Linked DNA regions of Mus musculus: regions 2 and 3 are each linked to region 1. The links are chromatin contacts, called in public Hi-C and HiChIP or PLAC-seq maps. All regions are on one chromosome and are shown on one strand. The core of a region is the stretch at or near the end of the contact, and the rest is flanking DNA. Distances in the headings are between cores, read along the strand shown. Region 1 has its middle 33 kb from the start of Gm29676. Region 2 has its middle 5.4 kb from the start of Gm40930. Region 3 has its middle 8.5 kb from the start of Gm47792.

Region 1 (4,597 bases), core at 1,164-3,663:
TGCTCTTAACTGCTGAGCCATCTCTCCTACCGGTCAAGATTATTTTTTAAAGCTTAAAGTAAGGCCTTTATGGACAGCCATTAAAAACACCCTTGCAATAAACATCTAGGATACTAGCTGGTAAAGGTAGAAAACCAGAATTAAGTAGATATAGAAAAGAAAGCATACAGAACCCACACACAAGTACCCATATCACCCCTGTGCTTCGGATCATGGAGATGGCCAACCTGAAACTGAGAAAATGTTCCTATGCTTAATGGCAAGTATGTATATGCGTCTGTAAATGAAAGAGTGAAAATGGCTTGGTGGGTTGTTAGTCAATAAAAAACAGGTTTCAAATTGCTTTAACTTCATCTTCAATTATTTATGTTGAAAACTATACTAAACCTGAACCAATGGAACTAGGAGGTCGGGGTGTCTGAAGCTTGGCATGGTGGAACAGGCCGATAATTCCAGCTACTTGGAAGGCAGAGGCGGGAGGGCTAAGGACTCTGGGTCAGTTTGGACTACAGAATGAGTTCAAGGCTAGCCTAGACTTCAATCAACATAGACTTCAGAGCACCTTAGCGAGACCCTGCCTCAAGACGAAAAGTGAAAAAGGAAGGCAGCTATGGATAGCTCCATGGTAAACACTTGCCCAGCATGTGCCAGACCCTGGATCGTCTCCAGACGATCGATCCAGACGGTCAGGTGTGTTTCTAGCTCTTTGCATCTGGATCTACCTCCGAGCCGCAAAAGTTTCCCAACGTCTCCCAGAATAACGTCAGCAGGTGAGGCCGAGTGTTCCGAGCGTGAGACTTTGGAGGACATTTCATATTCAAACAGTCCACATGTTAGAGTCCATTAACGGTGATGTCTCACAGTTACCCAAATTGATTTCTCCACATCTGACCAAACAGCTTTCCAGTCCCTCTCAGCCACTCACTGTGTCCTTCCTCACCTTTGATCCTAACTCTTTCCTACCAGGTAAAGGTGGCCAAATATCTGCTCGTTTCAGGTCAATGAAATGCCACTCACTCTGTGGGATTTCCTCTAACTCTGCCTATAGAAGCTGCTTTCTGCTTTTCCATGTGTGAGGTACACACTACTTACATGCATCACGTGGAGACCGCAGTGTTCTGTGTAATCACAGAAAACTTGACATGCACAGAATCCTTGATAAAATACTTCCAATTTCTTCCTTGAGAGAGAAGGTCCTGAGAACACGGCTCATTCTCTATCCATGTGTGTCCTTCCCAGAGCACACAGCATTGAGCCTTGCCCTTAGTAACAATCAATAAACATGAGTTGCATTACTTAATTAACGTTTCTGTCCACTCAATATAAAATGTCTGCTTGAAGACGAAGGCCCAGCAATGAGAAGGCTCACTGGGAAATCAATACTTCAATTTTTATGTATCCAATCGGTGTCATATGATACAGTAGATAAGGTGCTATAGTACTTATCTGCACACATCTGTGAAATGTCTCCTCTGTCTGCCCTCCCCACCAGAAACTTGTTGACTTTGGAAAAGTCAGTACCCACTTCAGGAACTAATTAATTAATTAATCAGTAAAAATAAGGGACGGAGCTGTACCTGAGGAGTCTTCTGGCTGGACAAGCCAGTATCTCATACATGGCATGGTGCTGCAGAGGTATTGAAAAATATTAGACACAAGCTATCGAAACCCTTAGCACGTGAGGTCATACATCTATTAGTTAGCTAGATTTATCAATGCACAGTTAACACGCATATCAAAGCACACATACACATATATATCGTAGAGGCATACAGTTTTGAGTTGTATAAACCCTTATGGAACTCAAACCGACCCATAGATAAGCAATGCCAAGAAGCCACTATGTCACCTAGGGTGAGATAACAAGAAGAGAAGGTTTTGCTACCAGGGCCCAAGGCAGAGGTATGTCCCTGCAGAGGATCTGCCTGCTCACAAGGACCACATTGGCTCTCTGAGTGACAGCTAGCAAGGAGTATTTTAGCTTCCCCTTTCCTCTACAGTTATGGATCAAAGCTGGCTATAAAACATTCTGTGCTGTTGTTCTGAGGCTGATGCTGTGCCGTAGAAAGGAGCAGGTCTAAAATCACTGTGGCTACTATTTAACCTCAAGGCAATGCCCAGAATACCCAGATACCCCTGCAAGAATCACCACAGGAAGAAACGTTACATTTGTCACATGCATCCAATGTGACCTTGGGTCTCAGTGACCTCATCTTTCTCAAACTATTTTCCTGTACTTTCAGTTTCTCTTGAAGGAAACGCTGACATATCTGAATTACCGACATCCCTAGCTTGTGCTCTGGGAACATTATTAAGTAAAATAAGACTCATTTGAGCTCAGGCTCTGCAGCACCTAGAGTGTGAATGTGAGAACAGAGGCAGCTACCCAATGGCAATCAGGCAGGAAGCTCACACAGAGAGGGTACACTGAGCAAAGGAGACTTCCTGTCTCAGGCAGGACACGTGGGATTTTTGTTATGCTGCTCAATAAATGCACAATACAAAGCTGATGAATTGAGCCGGGCATGGTGCATACCTTTAATCCCAGCACTGAGAGGCTGAGGCAGGAGAAGCTCTGAGTTCAAGGCCAGCCTGTTCCACAGAGCAAGTTCCAGGACAGCTAGAGCAACGCAGAGAAACCCTGTCTCAAAGAGAAAAAGAAAGAGAGAGGGAGAGAGAGAAAGAGAGAGAAGGAGGAGGAGGAAGAAGAAAAGGAGGAGAGGAGGAAAGGGGAGGGGAGAGGAGGGGAGGGGAGGGGAGGGGAGGGGAGGAGAGGAGAGGAGAGGAGAGGAGAGGAGAGGAGAGGAGAGGAGAGGAGAGGAGAGGAGAGGAGAGGAGAGGAGAGGAGAGGAGAGGAGAGGAGAAAAAGCTTACAAGTTGATCCTGGGGGGTATAGATCTGGGGTTGAATGCCTGGCATTCACTAGACCCAGAATATGATCCCTATCAATGTGAAATAAAAAAAAAATTTTTTTAGTTCTTTCTAGAATTTTCCATTATTGGACTATGAATGATGGAGAAGGACTGGATTTTTTTTTCTGTAATTGCTCTAATAAAATGGGGCATGGTATCTGCCTCATTCTTGTCTCCACAGATATAGGAGTAAGCCCTTAGTGGTGGAATATTACCCAGTGCTCACAGGTTTAGAATCCAAGAAGATAGCCAAATTCTCAATTAGAATAACTCATTGTGGGTCTGTTCATGTTAAAGACAGCCAACCTTTATATTGTCAGGACTCATAAAAACAGGGTGAATTTCACTTTAAACAACAACAAAATCCCCACTCTCACTTAATCTAATGTATTGGGAGGAACATTTTCCCAACTTCCATTTGAGTTTAAAGGGCCTCATCCAAGCTGCTTCGGTTTCCTGCTCTCAACAGGGTAAGATCCAAAATACACAAGAACTGTCAAGCGAGCCAGGAAAATCACGTGCCCGCTCCTACAGTCTACCAAGCTGCCATTAGCAACAAGCTTTACTGCACGGGCTCGCCGACACCTCCCTCCCCTTCCCCATGGCTCGTTTCCACAGCTCTGCCTTCTCTAGCATGCCAGGTCAGTATTGAGGAGGAACCCAAACCACAAAGGACCAAAAAGCAAATATTTTTGCCCAGAGCTAATGTAACAAATTACACGCAAGATCTAAACTGCAAGAACCTTTTAAACGATGCGAGTCTACCCAAACATACAGCATCCCATTTGCCAAGACTTAAAAATTAAATTAAATCTCAGTGGAGGACCCCTCGGGGATTTATAGAACTAGGATTCTGGTCTCAACAGGGCTACAACGCTGGCTTTCTGTTGCCAGTCAATGTCCTGCATACATAAGAAACGAGCACATACGGGGCACACACAGCTTCATGCAAGACAGGTTTCTGTGCATGATCAGAGACTCATTTGCAATGGCTTCCAGCAAGTGCTCAGTTGCAGTCTGGAATGGTGCGTTCCGACTGCCACCTTGACTAAGTTGACATCACCGAGGGGGTACATCTTTGGTCATGTCAATGAGGACGTTTCCAGAAAGATCTAACTGAGGAAGGAAGGCCCACCCTAAGCTGGGCAACACCATGCCGTTGGCTGGAATCCCAAGACAAGAAAAGGGAAAAAGGAGAAAGCCAGCCAAGTTCCACTGTAGAGGGTGGTTCTGATGTTAAGATCCTATTCCCCAATTGGTTCGTGAATGATCAATAAAGATGCTCGGGGCTAATTGCTGGGCAGAAGGAAAGAGGCAGGACTTCTGGGTCCCCAGAGGCAGGTTAAGAGTCACTGGGGAGGAAGGGAGAATTTGGCTATGCTTCAGAAGGAGAAAAGGTGACACAGAGACTGTAGGCTGCTTCTCCAGGGAGGAGGTTAGAAACATTACTAAGCTGAGGGCAGATTTAGGATGCTGAGCTGGGACTAAAGTTAACTGAGCAATTGTGTGTCTGTGTGTGTCTGTGTGTGTCTGTGTGTGTCTGTGTGTGTCTGTGTCTGTGTTTCATCCACAGATCTGAAAGAACCTGGGTGGAGCCAGTAGAGTGGTCTGCCTGGGGCTTAAAGCAGGGTAGCAAAAACTGCATGCTACAGTCCACCATTCAGACCTCTTCTTCCACTCAGATG
Region 2 (4,345 bases), core at 287-2,786, 210 kb after region 1:
TCATAGGGTTTGCAATTGCAGTAAGGAGAGACCAGAAAGCTGGAAATAGCTATGCATGCCTATAATCCCAGCACTCAGAAAGCAGAGGCAAGGGGGCTGCAAGCTGGAAGCCAGTGGGGTATACAGAGCAAGGACCTGTCTCAAAAATAAACTCTCGGGTCAAAAGTCTCTTATAATCAAAACCAGCACAGTTATCTAAATACTGAAGATGAAATAAACAAGACATAGCATTTCAAAAAGTTTTAAAAGCTAACATTTGACGGGGCAAAGCATGGATTAAAGTTAATGGGAACCAGGCATGCTAATACATTGATACACGCCGATGACGATACCATGGATCCGGGGAGACTGGAAAGCTCTGCTCTGAGGCCAGCTGGGGCTACACAGGAAAGCCTTGACTCTAAAGGAATAAATAAATGAATGTGTGGTACTTATCCGAAAGGAAGCAGTCACAATGGTAGAGCTGTTTCAGAGGAGAATCCAAAGTCCCAAAGTGTGCCGTCAGTCAAAGCAGGTGTGCAAAGTTTCCTCTGGTAGAAGTCACACTGGGTAGTGAGCCAGAGGTTGTAAAGGTACACACTCCCTGGTGCTCTTTTCCACACGCCAGAAACCATCTGTGTCTCTAATGACCAAAAGTTTCCATGTGAATACGTTACATCACCGCATCTTCAAGCTAACCGACAACACGAAAAGCGTGGAATGCAAAAGATGAACCTTCTGGAGAGCTTGCTTGGCCAGGCCCAAGATGGCATCAAAAGTTGTCATTGGGTTTCCTAGTAGTCGCAAGTTATGGTCTGAATGTCAGCATTCTGTGTTGGAACGTCTTTATCCATGGGGCACTTTAAGAAGTGATGATGTCCTGTGAGCAGAGTGGCACCCCTTCCTAGGCTCCTTCTGCCCTTCGTTCTTCTTCCTTGTTAGGGGACAGCTCTGTATAGCAACCAGGCACCATCACCAGAGATCAGATAAGCAAGGCCCCAGACTTCCCAGCCCCAAAGCAGTGAAAAAAAAAAATCTGTCACACAGTTTTGTGCTGGGGAAATGGCTCAGTCGGTACAGTGCTTACCAAGAAGACATGAGGATCCAAGTTCAACCCCAGAACCCACATTTAGAAGCCCTGTGCTAAGGAATTGCAGACAAACCTAGCCTAGCCATGGAGCCCAAGCCAATGAGACCTCAAAAATCAAGCAAGAGGAATGGCTTGATGCCTGAGGAATGACTCGAAAGGTTGCCCCTCTAGCCCCACCCCCTACACGCATGTGCATGCCCGCATGCATGAGTGTGCACACACACACACACACACACAGACTCACACTAAAGAATAAATGAACAAAGCTTCCACTTTCACATATTCTGATATGTCCACCCCAAAAGACTAAGAAAATAACAGGAGGAATTTTTAATTAGTTTTTAAAATTAGTGTACAAAGTCATGGAAATTATTATGGTATTTTCACACTGTCTTAGTCAGGGTTTCTATTCCTGCATAAAACATCATGACCAAGAAGCAAGTTGAGAGGAAAGGGTTTAGTCAGCTTACACTTCCACATTGCTGTTTAATCAAAGGAGTCGGGACTGTAACTCAAGCAGATCAGGAAGCAGGAGCTGATACAGAGGCCACAGAGGGATGTTTCTTACTGGCTTGCTTCCCCTGGCTTGCTCAGCTTGCTTTCTTATAGAACCCAAGACTACCAGCCCAGGGACCCACAGTGGGCCCTCCCCCATGATCACCAACCAAGAAAATGCCTTATAGCTGGATCTCCTAGAGGCTCTTTCCCAACTGAAGCTCCTTTCTCTATGATAACTCCAGCCCGTGTCAAATTAACACACAAAACCAGTCAGTACACACACCTTGTTCTCACTGACCCTCTCCCCAACATATGTATATGTATGGCATATATGCACATATATATGCTATAATTATATACTATATACTTTATATTATATATGAACGTCATACATCAACATATCACAGAGTCCCTATCTTAGTTCTAAGGCAATTTGCAAGACATTGTTTTATGATTTCCTAATGTTGCCTAATATACTTTTGCATTGCAAACAGAATTGCATAGTCTGTATTCCAGCAGTCCTGTCAACATGCAAATTACAAAAACAACATTCCCCCCGTCCAAAAAAGAGCTGTATCAACTGTCAGAGAAAAGTGGGGTTATCAAAAGATATCAGTCAAAGTTCTACAAAAACTAGAGCCCTTCAAAACTATGACTCCCCCAGTATCACAGCCAGATCTTTGTTTAAATCTTTTATCCATGAAAGGTATGACGGGTTGAGTCACATATCCTTGTGAATAATGGTAACGGCTTGACTTTAGCAATGCTTTTCACTCTTTAACTTAAGAGTCCAGGAATTGCTACATTTTTTTTTAAGTCCAACAGAGGACATTCTCAAGTTTCTTTTTGTTCTTGGTGGTAGTTTGATTTGATTTGGTTTGGTTGTTTTTCAGAATATGTGAAAAGTAATTTGATAAACACCTTTGTAGAAAAGAAAGAAGAAACTCAGTAGGAGCTTGCTTAAGTTTGGGGAGAGGGCTTACAAAGGGGCGTTTTTTAGCTACTTTTTAACTTTTGAAGCTATTGTCAGCCCTTTAGAAGCATCTATTTACAGGAAGTCAATGTAGTAATTTGAGATTGTTCTTATCTCTTCACTAAGATAAGTCTCCCAGTAGCTCTTACTACCTCCTTCTGCCATACCTGGGGAAAGAAATCCTTTCTAATTAGAAGAGTATAAGCCAGCCCACCCTGGAGATTCTGAAGGGCAGGTGGGGTCCAGAAGCCGCTAGGAACCACCACCAAATGCCCAGGAATAGGGACTGGGAAGAACACTTTCCTCTGCCGACCTGTGTCCTGTGACAGAGCATCCCCAGACAGCAGGGTCCAGAGAACACATATCCATATCATGCTACAGCAACTGTGTATCGTGCAGTTCCGATGTTTAAGTGAAGTATGTTGGATCTTGGCACCCAATCATATCCTCACCCCCAACCCCAACCCTAACCCTAACCCTAACCCCACTCCCACCTCCCTTCTCTTCCCATTTTTTTCTCAGTGCTGAGGAGCGATCGAATCTGCGCCTTTCTTTCAGCACGCTATGCCAAGGGCTCTAGCACTGAGCTAAAATGTCATCAAAACCACTCTGAAAGGGTAAAGCTGGAGACAAGAGTGGAAGCACTGACAACCAGAACCAGGATTTCCACGGAGGAGACTGGTCTTCCTGAGACTCAGGGACAGTCTCTCAGCCGATAGACTCATTCCCCATCTTGGCTATGGTCATGGCGGTTACACACTCATGACTATTTGTCCAAACAGCCAGCCATTGTCTTCAAAAGTACAGATCCTTCTGGATGCAAATGATCACAAGGCCTATAGACTTATGAAAACTCAGCAGGAACCACCTGGATGGGAGTCATATCTATGGAGTATGGATAATTTGAACAACCAAATAAATAAAGGGAGTTACCGATTATAAACCATTGAAGGAAAGGTAACCCCTAACTCTCTACTGACAGAAATAAACAAATGAGACAAGAAGGTTCATGCTGACAAGAAGATGACCATACATGTGAATAATAAAGTCAGAAAACAAGCACATGATTTTCACTGTGGTAATAACTCGAGAGCCACCTAAAGACGCAAAAACAGACGGATAGAAGTTTGTAGGAAACTGCAGAGCTTGCCGTATGACTTTACACGATAACCACTCATTATACAAACATGTTCATTTTGGTGGCCGAGGATGGAGCCCAGGGCCACACGAATTCTGAGCAAGCAAAGCACCGTTGAAAACCCCAAGCCAGGCGTGGTGGTGGTGCATGCCTTTAATCCCAGCACTCGGGAGGCAGAGGCAGGCGGATTTTAGAGTTTGAGGCCAGCCTGGTCTACAAAGTGAGTTCCAGGACAGCCAGGGCTATACAGAGAAACCTGCCTCAAAAAAAAAAAAAAAAAAAAAAAAAAAAAAAAAAAAAAAAAAAAAAAAAAAAAAAAAAGAAAGAAAGAAAGAAAGAAAAGAAAAAGAAAAAAGAAAACCCCAGCTTCACAAACGAGAAATTTGGCAGACAGATACAAGAGCATCATTAAAATTAAGAACCAATAACGAGAGAAACTGATATCGTAAGTGTCCAGTATAGAAATCAGAGAAACAGGTTTGCTGTAAAATGCGTGCTTGTCATGCATAAGGCATTAAGTGCAGGGCTAGAGAGATGACTCAGTGGTTAAGAGCACTGACTGCTCTTCCAGAGGTCCTGAGTTCAAATCCCAGCAACCACGTGGTGGCTCACAACCATCTGTAATGGGATCTGATGCCCTCTTCTTGTGTGGCAGGTACAGTGTACT
Region 3 (4,462 bases), core at 992-3,491, 230 kb after region 1:
ACTTTTATTATTTACAATAAGCCTTAAATAGCACAAGAGAGGGCCAGTTATCTACCCTCTATGCTACTAAAATCTACTTTCCTATGCATAACCAAGTTATTACTTTACTATATTTCATCTGAGCTGCTCTTAACCCCAACTGGCCAGTCCTCTGTGCTACGTTTTCATGAGTCAACTAGCCATGATGGCTTCTGTTCCAATAGGAAGAGAGGAAGCTACCATGAAGGAAGACAGACCATAAGCACATGGCCAGGAGAAACAGCAAGTATCTGGGGTATACTGCTGGGGAGGCGGCCAGGCCAACATCTAGAAGAGTAGTTTAGGGGTTATCTCTCAGTAATTGTAAAAGCCAAATAAAATAACCTTAGTCTAAGTCTCATTTATTTGTAAGCTAGTCAGAGCTAAGCATAAATTGGTTGTACTACAGTTATGAATCACAATGTAAAAATCTGTGTTTTCCGATGGTCTTAGGTGACCCCCGTGAAAGGGTTGTTCTGCCCCTAAGGGGTCATGACTCACATGTTGAGACCCACTGCTTTAGAGGGTAGACTGCCCCCCTCCTCTGCTCCAAGGCATCAACATAGGAGCATCTGACTCCAGGCTTCCTCTTGCTCGTCCCTGGACCAGGCTCCTCTCTGGGTGCTTCTGTAGGTCCCCATCATAGCTATCATAATGAACATCTTTTGACCATCCACAATTCTCTGAGTCAGAGCCTGGGTTTGGTTTCTACCCTTGGAAGGTCTTCAGAAGAGAGAGAAGGGTACCGGACCCCTTCTTGCCTGCTTGGCCCGGCAGCCTTGTAAGCCCCTCCTTGGCTGCTAGAACCTCAAAAACCACAAGATGCAGCACTCCTTCCCACAGGCAGAGAAAGGCAGTTTCCTGTAAGGAATCTTGTGTCACTCCAGGAGATGGGGAAGGGAATTTGAGGTGCTCCGTAGCACCACCACTACCACCCCTCACCCCTAGTCACCATAGAAAATCACCTACTCAGAGAAATGGAAGGAATGTTGGTGATCATCTATACAGGGCCACGAGGGAACATCTAAAAACAACAGTCCAGATCCTGTGCTGCAAAGGACTCCTAGTGGAAGAGACATCCTCTTAGGAACCCATCCTCAGCATCAGACAGACTTGAGCGTCAGTGACATCTTCCTGTTATCCCAGCACCTCCAGGTCCAGCTGCAACTGAACACTGCACAATAAAATGGAGAGGGTGCACATTTCTAGGGGGTGGGAGGAGGACATATGATCCTGTTCCAACTCAGCCTGTTCTCTGCTCTTCGGAACTTAAAACCTGTCTGACATTCACCACATGATGGGGAGTGCTGGCAGACGGAGGAGGGAGAAAAGGCTAAATGTATTTTAATGGGACCATTAGGAGTACGTCAAAAGGTGAGAAAAAAGCATTTGCCTGCCAAGAAAATAAGCATTGGTCTAAAAAAAAATATATAGAATGGTCCCTGGATTTCCTATTTGCTTACTGCCCCTCCCCCATTCTCTTTCTTTCTTTCTTTCTTTCTTTCTTTCTTTCTTTCTTTTTTTCTTAATGAGAATCCGATTCAACAGGAGACAGCCTAGGTCTTGCGTAGCTTACAAACACACATTTTCTTAAGCCCAGCAATGTGGGCAGAAATACAGGATAGCAGAGAAAGAACACACATGCTGGTGTATGTCAAGTGGGATCGGCGAGCAGCTCTCAGACTACAACAGCCCACAGAGTTAGGACAGAGCAGTCAGTCGCATCCATAGCTTGGCTTCCAATGTTAATCAGTAAGCCCTCCTCTCTCACAGTACTGCCATTAGTTAAAGTTGGGAATGGCAAATACCAGTACTGAGGGGTTTTTTTGTTTGTTTGTTTGTTTTTCTTACACGTAGGGGAGTGCGTGCCTGCGTGCGTGCATGTGTCTGTCTGTCTGTGTCTGTCTTTCTGTGTGTCTATAACCTCTACCTGTGTCTATTGATTGGTTGATTGAGTCCAGGGCCTGGCTCCACCTGTGTCTTCATGGATTCTCCTGTTCTTCACATGACTCTGAATTCCGAGGCTGAGACATTACTCGGATTGTGAGCCATACTGTATATTCACTGGGTTCTGTACGAAATGCTGAGATGAATCAGAGTCCACCCCCTGGACCCTAGCAGCAGGGGGACAGGGGGGCGGGGCAACCAGTTACACAGAGGAAAAGAAAGTGATCTACACCGAGACCAGAAGCTAGAAGAAATGATTAAAATGATCAGACCAAGCAAAGAGAGCATGCCTGACCCCACTGCTATACAGATCTCATTCACTCTAGCACACCATAACGAACTAGACAACAAGCAAACAGATTGCAAAAGAAAGGACATTAAGCCGGGTGTGGTGGCGCACGCCTTTAATCCCAGCACTCGGGAGGCAGAGACAGGTGGATTTCTGAGTTCAAGGCCAGCCTGGTCTACAGAGTGAGTTCCAGGACAGCCAGGGCTACATAGAGAAACCCTGTCTCAAAAAACCAAAAAAAAAAAAAGAAAGAAAGAAAGAAAGGACATACCTCATATAGGGGTAAGTCCTCTCCTCACAGAAGGAAATCCCCCAGCAGTAGAAACTGGTGGAGAGAAAAAAAGAGGAACAGAGAGTAAATCAAGCCGGGCAAAGTGGGAAATACCCCCATAAGATTGGGGGGGGAGGATGAATGACAAGAGGATGCTATAATTAGGCAATAGGAGAAGAACGAGGACCATCGCATCCCATGCTCCCCTGCACACATCAGCAGAACACCTACGAAATCCCCACCACTTCAAATTCTATCCATTGCTTACTCTCATTAAGTCAATTCATTTTTCTAAAATCTTCATTCTTATGTTAAAACTCTTGACACAAATGCTGAATCAAAACCCAGGGTTGCCTGCCATAAACAGAGAGCAACTGTGAAAACAAATACCAGAAAGTGGAGAGAAGCATTATGGGTGAATTTCTCAAAATGCTAAAGGTCGAGAACCCAGAGTTTGCTCCCCACCGGCCAGCCGGAGCTACATAGCGAGACTGTCTTCAAAAAAATAATAATAAAATAAGGAGAAGAAGGAAGAGGAGGAGGAAAGAGAGGAGGAGGAGAAAGAGAAATAGTTTTAAATAGAGAACAGTGCTAAAGAAACATTCAAAACATTTCAGAATCAACTTTAGACTCTTTGACTTAATCAGCACATCAAAAATGGAACCAAACGATAATGCTGCCTTGATATAGCATTTAATACAGTATCCGGTGTCATGTGTGACAATCAGCTATGATCATCTCCCATCCCACCCCCGAGGGACTGCCATGCAGGGAGATTCTGAACTGTCCTCCAAGGAAAAGCCGTCTGTTTCAAATGCTGAGAGAAGGAGGCACATCGTCACCCACATCAACACGACATTTACCCTTTTATAAAAATGCAAGAACAGAACAGGATGAGTCTCGTGCCTTCTCTAAATATCAAGTCAACCCGGGAATCCAGAAATCTCCCTTTAAGACTTTCTTCCAGGTAAGGTGTGGCGACACATACTCAGGGCTTAGAAAGATCAACAAAAGCTTGAGGTCAACCTCGGCTACATAGTAAGTACCACATCAGACCAGGTCACATGGCAAGAGCCCTGTCGAGAGGCAGGGGCAGGGGATGGAAGGGTTCTCACCTCTTGCAGGTATGGCATTCTTTGCTAACCTCACAATTGATTACCTATCAGTTGGGCAGGATAGGAGTAAAAGACATGTTAAAACACCCAAATGCAGATATTGCCAAAAGGTAAGCACCCACTGCCAACAGTACAGACAAAACCGTAAAGAAAGGGCCAAAGGAAGATAAAATATCCCTTTTGTGCATGGCCAAGAGTCAGGTTCAAACGACAGGATCCCAAGAGGAACTGAATGGCCAAATCCTGGAAACTTTAGCGCTTGGCTTCCAACCTGACTGTTCTCTGGTGCCTAATGGCTAAGTAAGGAAAAGCCCTCATGGGTCCTGTTGACCCATGAAGTACTGGACTAAAGAATGCAACTACAGTCACTGTGTGGGCGAGGTGAGCACAGGAGAATCACTAACATACTAAGTAGGCAAGTATACTCGGCCCACAGCACATGTTTAAGGCACAGCGCAAGACTTGTACATATAGATTCTGCCTTGACCAAAATACCCTTAACTCTCCCCCAGAGCCCATCATCCTTACCATAAACCTCAGTTTTAGGTCAGTTTTGTTTTTGTTTGTTTGTTTTTTGTGCATTCCTAACACACAGCTTAACATTGAGCTAGCTGTTCACTGGGTGTTTTTGGTATAGGTACTGGGAGTCAGGGCTTATGATGGGTAGTGGCTCCCATCTTCCAAGATTTTCCATGCTGTTGAAATACTGAAAGATTTAGTAAGCACACAGATAGGGACCTTTTTCCATCTCCCCTCCTAAGTTGGTTGGCTGCAGCTCTGTAAATTAGACCAAGGAAAGACAGATTAACAGGAGAAAAACTA

The links. Hi-C and Micro-C count contacts between places; a contact is called where the count stands out from the background. HiChIP or PLAC-seq counts read pairs in DNA pulled down with a chosen protein or histone mark.
Region 2: a contact with region 1 is called in an H3K4me3 HiChIP or PLAC-seq map of bone marrow-derived macrophages, with 5 times the contacts expected there. The contact joins two enhancer-like sites. A contact is called at or near these places in 1 of 15 datasets of contacts at CTCF or cohesin (CD8 T cells), 11 of 484 Hi-C or Micro-C datasets (bone marrow-derived macrophages, cerebellum, granulocyte-monocyte progenitors and 4 more), 4 of 115 datasets of contacts at active chromatin or transcription factors (bone marrow-derived macrophages, memory CD8 T cells and regulatory T cells) and 1 of 9 other capture datasets (macrophages).
Region 3: a contact with region 1 is called in a Hi-C map of bone marrow-derived macrophages, with 25 read pairs. The contact joins two enhancer-like sites. A contact is called at or near these places in 1 of 15 datasets of contacts at CTCF or cohesin (CD8 T cells), 8 of 484 Hi-C or Micro-C datasets (bone marrow-derived macrophages, granulocyte-monocyte progenitors, muscle stem cells and 3 more), 4 of 115 datasets of contacts at active chromatin or transcription factors (bone marrow-derived macrophages, memory CD8 T cells and regulatory T cells) and 2 of 9 other capture datasets (embryonic stem cells and macrophages).

The regions. Positions count from the first base shown.
Region 1 is chr13:44,290,483-44,295,079 of GRCm38.p6, forward strand. No RefSeq gene overlaps it. Among named protein-coding and RNA genes, the nearest start is that of Gm29676, 33 kb to the left of the region's middle. Within about 2 kb of position 2,414, at least 50 of the 459 cell types and tissues checked have an H3K27ac peak or open chromatin away from gene starts, as enhancers often do. A contact at or near this core is called in bone marrow-derived macrophages, where this site is marked.
Region 2 is chr13:44,497,040-44,501,384 of GRCm38.p6, forward strand. No RefSeq gene overlaps it. Among named protein-coding and RNA genes, the nearest start is that of Gm40930, 5.4 kb to the right of the region's middle. Within about 2 kb of position 1,537, at least 6 of the 459 cell types and tissues checked have an H3K27ac peak or open chromatin away from gene starts, as enhancers often do. A contact at or near this core is called in bone marrow-derived macrophages, where this site is marked.
Region 3 is chr13:44,515,775-44,520,236 of GRCm38.p6, forward strand. No RefSeq gene overlaps it. Among named protein-coding and RNA genes, the nearest start is that of Gm47792, 8.5 kb to the left of the region's middle. Within about 2 kb of position 2,242, at least 22 of the 459 cell types and tissues checked have an H3K27ac peak or open chromatin away from gene starts, as enhancers often do. A contact at or near this core is called in bone marrow-derived macrophages, where this site is marked.